Regions from separate parts of the Zea mays genome. Here region 1 is linked to region 2. A link is a contact called in public Hi-C data. All regions are on one chromosome and are shown on one strand. The core of a region is the stretch at or near the end of the contact, and the rest is flanking DNA. Distances in the headings are between cores, read along the strand shown. Region 1 holds the start of LOC100381745. Region 2 has its middle 10 kb from the start of LOC100273606.

What was found. A called contact is a pair of places that touch in the nucleus more often than the background predicts.
Region 1: a contact with region 2 is called in a Hi-C map of endosperm, with 2.2 times the contacts expected there. The contact joins the promoter of LOC100381745 here to the enhancer-like site in region 2. A contact is called at or near these places in 5 of 25 Hi-C or Micro-C datasets (ear, endosperm, leaf and 1 more).

What each region holds. Positions count from the first base shown.
Region 1 is chr1:97,700,314-97,703,330 of Zm-B73-REFERENCE-NAM-5.0, forward strand. It overlaps LOC100381745, which reads right to left and starts at 1,492. Exons shown (of 1, transcript NM_001174550.1): 1 at 106-1,492. The coding sequence starts at 1,246. The coding sequence ends at 350.
Region 2 is chr1:97,511,308-97,514,606 of Zm-B73-REFERENCE-NAM-5.0, forward strand. No RefSeq gene overlaps it. Among protein-coding and RNA genes, the nearest start is that of LOC100273606, 10 kb to the left of the region's middle. Within about 2 kb of position 1,599, at least 14 of the 20 cell types and tissues checked have an H3K27ac peak or open chromatin away from gene starts, as enhancers often do. A contact at or near this core is called in ear, endosperm, leaf and 1 more, where this site is marked.

The DNA.
Region 1 (3,017 bases), core at 242-2,741, 190 kb after region 2:
AAACGCCGCCGGCGCACACACAGATCGACCGGAACAAAATTCAAGTCGCGGGGTCAGAGGCCAGCTAGCGGAGCTCCCCAGATCGCCGTCATTGACACCTTCGCTAATCCAATGTCTTCGTCTAATGTGCTGCTGCTGCTGCTGCAGCTGCCAAACTTGGCTGCCTTCACCATCGAATTTTACTTGCAAATTTGTTTCCGCTCTCGTGGCGGCTAGCTAGGCGCTAAGCGCTACTACTACTACTGTACTAGTAACGAACACCGTCATAGCATCTTCGAAATTACACAAAATAAAGAGATCTTTGGCCCCGGCACGCCGGCGACGACGAGGACCGGTCGGCGAGGCCGCGTCATCGGAGCCGACCCATATCAGCGAGCTTCCGGGAGGCGTTGCGCCCGAACGACGCGAGCCGCCGGTGGCTGTCTCCCAGCGCGGAGGGGTCCGGCGGCTGGCACCGGCGCCGGCCGCCGGCGGAGCTGGGCCGGACGAGCGGGCTCAGGCACACGGCCAGCCCCGAGACTCCGTCCCCGCTGGCGCCCGAGCCCGCGCCGTGCCGCCGCCGGTGCTGCTGTCTGGCGGGCGACGGCGAGGGGAACCACCAGCTGCCGCCGCCGGGGGACTCAGGCTCCTCGTCCTGCGGCGCCGGGAAGGACTCAGGCTCCTCGCCCGGCCTCCGCTTGCGGCGGGTGATCGCCGAGAGCCACGAGGTGGACCGCCGGGGAGGCTCCTTCCTGTTCCTGCCGGCCTCTTCCCGTTCCCGCCCGTGCCGCCGCCGCAGCCTGCCGCCGAAGATCGCTGACAGAAAGGACCGCCGCGGCGCGGCCTGCTTCCTCCTGCTGCCGCCGCCGGTGTCCTCCCCGTCCCCGGGCTCGTCGCCGCGGAACGCGGGCCCGACCTGCGGCGTGCGGAAGAAGAGGAGGCTCGGCTGGTGCTGGTACGCGGACGACGACGACGACGAGGAGGAGGTCGCGTAGTAGGCGCAGGCGTCGGAGCGCCGGCGCTGCACGTACGGCGACACGGAGCGTGGGAACGTCCCGGTTCTTGCCTCGTCGTGGCCGTGCTGGCGGTGGCGCCGCGCGGGCAGGTGTAGGGGCGGGGGCGAGCTGCTGCTGCTCCCGTAGCCCCCGTCGCTGCTGGCCTCGGCGGCGGCCTGGGCGCGCTCGGCGGCCAGCGCGAGGAGGCGGTCGCGGAGGCAGGCCGCGCAGACGCCCACGGCGTTGGCGTAAGGGTGGAGCTTGCACCTCATCTCCCTGCGCTCATCAGGTCGGCCAGCCGCAGGCCCGCAGCAGCAGAGTGTCGAGAGGAAGGAAGGAGCAGAGGCAGATCGCGAGACTGCAGGAGACAGACAGCAGCAGACCGGTTGGTTGGTTGGTTGGGTTTGGATTTTGGCGTGGCCTTTGTATTGTACCAGCGGCGTTGTACCGCAGGGCGGCTCGGGTTTTCCCTGTGCTGTGCGCTGTGGCCTGTACGCGGTCCCCCTGGACTGGAGTGGTTGGGCTGGGCGGGCGATGACGCCGTAATGGCTGGGATTTTATTTCGGGGGAGAGAAGGACGACACGGGATGGGGTGCGTGTGCCCGAGGCTCGGAAGTCGGAAGTCGGAACGAAACGGAGTGATTCATCTAATAATATTAATTATGCACCGTAATTATTAACATTTTTATTATATAAATTTGATTAAAGTTAAGAACGTTTGGCTCGTCAAAAAAACAAACAAACAAAAACGACACTAATTTTAGAACCAAAGGAGTACATAAAAATCAAATAAAGTGACAATAAGCTCACCAAGGAGTTAGTATAAATATATACACCCGATCGTAGCATCTAGGTTCGTAACTGTGTTTCAATGATTAATGACGATGTAAGATTATTGTAACTATTGCGTATTTTGTAGAGACAAATTGAGTTAGCTATATCTATGCTCCTACTGATTGAGATCAATTATCAAGTTTTAAAGGAAGATCGAGGAGGTTAAGAAACACTTAGTTCATGTGTCAAAAAGTTGCTAGATTGCTAGATGTATAGATTAACAATATGATCTTTATTTTTTTTGTTTCGCCGTACTATTAATGAGGCATAGATGGGTAACTTTTCTTAGATAAGTCTAGTGTAAAAGTGGTGATGCACATTTCTAAAAACTAGTGTTGAGTAACCCTATAAGAGCCTATAAGAAGTTTAACAATAAAGTAAACTCAATGTGTCATGTGTGCGACAGACATGTGCACCGAATGCGTGATTGCCTTGTTTAGAACGACCGCTTATACATGGCCTGACCAAGTAGAGCAAATGATGTCATGCTGCTTGAAACATATAACCAAGGTGAGTTTTCGCAACAATCATAGAGAAACCAAGTTCAAGCTAGCGCATATATGCTGGTGCGCTCTTCACCATTAGCCCAAGTGTCGCACGAAGCACAATGACGATGACTTAAGTGATAGGAGCAAAAGATTTTGTCTAAACTTAGATGATGATTATAGCTCCACGTCACAGAAAAAGTGTGGACGCACTGCCCCATTGGTCGCGATAGGGCAAGAGCACACCAGAAGGAAAAGGACCCGAGAACTAGTAGCGAGTCTCCGTCTACATAGAAATAAATATTAAAGAAGCTCTAGAGGATTCTTGAAACTAAATTATTTAAGCAATTTAATAACTTGCTAGATCGTTCCATGGTCAACATGGATGAAGACACGAAAAGGGGGTCTATAGATTGGCCTTAAAAATTGATAAAACAACTTAAATTAGACAAGAGACGGCGGAAAAGACCAAATAAGAATATGAAAAAGAGTATAATAGTTTATTATTTATATTTATGAACTAGGCATTTTTTTAGTTTTTAAGTTATGTAATTTTAATTGTAACTTTAGAATTTTATTTGCTTAATCATGTAACCAGATATATTTTATTTGAATAAAACAATGTATTATATACTAATTAAAAGATTTTAAAAGAAAAGCTTTCATATTAACTAAAAGTATCTAAAAGAAAAGCTGAAAAGCGTACGTGATGATAAGACGACGG
Region 2 (3,299 bases), core at 349-2,848:
CAATCTAGCCAGTTCCTCCTCTACCTTATTCAACAATTCAATGTTGCCATGTATGGTGCAATTCCTAACAAGAACTTCCCAAACGCGTAGATTAAAACTGAATGGTGAGCTTTTGATCCATTCAATTACTTTATTATTGGATGATGCATGGCTAACCAAATCAGCCATACAAAAATAGTGTTCTTGTCCTGGAACAATCCTGTATCTCTCATTCATCAAATCAAAAAAATTCATCCCCTCCTCAACTAGGCCGCAGTGGCAGCAAGCCACCAAAACCAGAAAGAATGTATTAGCATCAGGCTTGTGTCTTCCATGAATCATCTGAACAAACAATCCAATCACATCCTGTTCATGACCATGATCATACAGAGCAGACAACATGCCATTCCACAGCACTGCATTCTTCCTTTCCTTACCTGTTAGGCTGAACACCTTTATGGCACCAGACAGAAAACTGCATTTTGAATACATGTCAATGATTGCGGTAACGATCATCACACTTCGATCAAAGCCACATCTTAGCAACATTCCATGGATCTGCTGCCCAAGGTTCAGTGAACGCATAGCCGCACAAGCACTCAGGCAACAACCCAAGGTGATTTGATCTGGCTGCAAACCTTCCTTCATCATGTGTTGAAACATATTCAGTGCATCCATTGGCTGCCCATGGCAAGCATATCCCTCGATGAGTGCAGTCCATGTAAACGCATTCCTCTCTGGCATCTGATCAAAGAGCTGACGAGCGGTAGCCAATTGGCCATCCTCAGCACAGGCACAAACTACTGTCGTCCACATACGCACATCCTTGATATGCATCTCGCCAAACAGCTTCCTAGCATCATCAACACAATGGCATTTTCTATAAACATCAAGAAGAGAGCTGGCAATTTTCACATCAGACAAGAACCCAAGAACCACCAAATGGCAATGGAATTGCCTGGCAAGCTCCCTATCCATGAGCTGGGCGCCGGCCACAAGGAGCGCCAAGAAGGTGTGATAGTTGTACCCAAGGGAGGGGTACATGTTCCGGAGCTCGGAGTACAGCTCCACAGCTCCCTGCGCTTCGCCGCCACGCCCGAGCGCGAGCATAACAGCATTGTAAGAAACGAGTTCCCGGTGTGGCATGGAAGAGAATACCTCAGAAGCGGGTGCGGCGAGTGACAGACGGGCGTACCCAGCGAGCATGGCGTTATAGGAGTGGACGCTGGGGCGGGGCATTTTGGTGAACAGCCGGCGGGCGTCACGCGGTCGGCCGAGGAGGAAGTTAAGCGAGAGGAGTTGGTCGGCTAGCTGAGTGGAGCAGGGGACGAGGTGCTTGAGGCCGGCGAGGCGGACGTAGAGGAGGAGGCGGCCAGCTAGGGAGGGGAAGGACGGCGCGGCTGGGCGGAGCAGGAGGAGACCGGCGAGGGAGGAGAGGAGCGGGAACGGCGCGCGCAGGCCGGCGCGAGCGAGGGTGGGCAGAAGGGAGACAGCCGCGGGGGCGTTCCCGCCAGATATACAGCTGTGGAGAGCGGCGAGGAGGCCCGAGTATTGTCGAGGCGAGGCCGGAGGAGACGGCTCGCCGGGGACGGGCATTGGGGTGCGGCCGTGCAGAGCTCGGACAGGGCTGCGGATGGTGGTTGTTGGATCGTTGCTAATTCAAATAAACGGACGGCCGTGATGGACCGATCTAACGGCTATCGATTTGAGTCCATGATTCCTGAATCTTGAGTCCCGGTCGTTTATGCTTACCAGTTGCCATGAGGATTTGAGGTAGGTTGAGGCGTTGTCATGGACGAGGTTTGGGATTGAGCGATCACTCGATTGAGCCTTGAGAGGCTGTGGAGCAGTACCCGAGCTATTAGGTTAAACTAGGAGGCTAGCCTAGCCCCGTTCACGGCAGCTAGGTTAATACCTGGCATAGACGAAGGCGGAGCTAGTCAAGCCACAAAAATTGGCATTATCAAGTTCATTTTGAGAAAAGAGAAATGCTATACTCATTACTACAATATAGCTATTGTTTATGAAGCCGAATTAGAGTCATATTTAGCTGAAGCTTCTTTACTACTATAAAGCACCTTCTTGACGGCTGCATCACGCGTGAAACGCGTATATTGATTTCCCTTCCCCTACAATGAGTTGTTACCTTATAGATAGACCGTAAAACCTATCCAAGTCCTATTAGTGGGGTCGTTACCCACAGATGGAACATGAGAAATCACACAAGCCTAGCATGACAGAAAGCTGCACGCACTGTAGTGCTCCCACATATAGTATCACCCAGCTAGTTAGAGAAGGACGAGCGACCCAGCGAACTATAAAGTCGGACTCCTTTTCAACACATACCTTTCTAGCCCTTTGACTAAGATAAAGTATAATATATGTTCTTGTGTGCCGTGTCGCGGCGCACGAGCATTGTACTAGTCACCAAACAAAAACCTCAGTTATACCTTCTTTGTAGTATAACTTACTTTGACATTGATTGGAAACTTTCAAAACGGTGAATAATTTGAATTGGAAACTAATGTATATAAATATGTATCTATTCAATATTTGATCATGAAGTTGTTTATAGGCAACTCATGAATGAGGAATAAAACGTTAGCTTAAAACCGTATAACACAAATGTCCTGGCATTAGCACGGCTACCCCAAAGTTCAATTTGCCTATTTGAAAGTGTGTGCGATAATTTGCGCTACTGATGGGTTCAAAACCTTGACAATTGTGCTAGTGATGGGTGTGTTCCAACATTGTATCTGCAATTTCTCTGGTTTCCCAGAGCACGTCGTGATTTGGATATATGCAGTGCGCTGATTGATCTCTTAGATTTTGCCCCTCCATCATGACGCCGAATGGTTATATGCAGTGCGCTGATTGATCTATTAGATTTTGCCCCTCCATCATGACGTCGAGACATCTCATGATTCGGCTATAAGAGGTATAGAACATGGAGGATGATGGCCCTGTAGCTACAAAATCAGGATCGCTTGGCATACCTCGATACAATGATGAGGCACCACTGTGGTACCCATAATGCTCCTAGGGATCATGCATAGGGTGTGCTATGTCATCGTAGCCGGTCCTCCAAGATGAATGACCAAGATTCAGTTGACCAAGGGTTGAGTGAAGTGGGGATACCACTCGACCAATATCCATGGTGATTTCCTTTGACCCCTCATTATGGAGGGAACCGTGCCTCCTCTCCTTCCTCTTTCTCCTGTCGCTCGAGTTGTTGTCGTCGCCCTTGGGTCATGACACTTCTGGCACTATGTCGCACGTGCCGTCCTGAGTTGCATGGTTAGTCGATACACATATGGTAC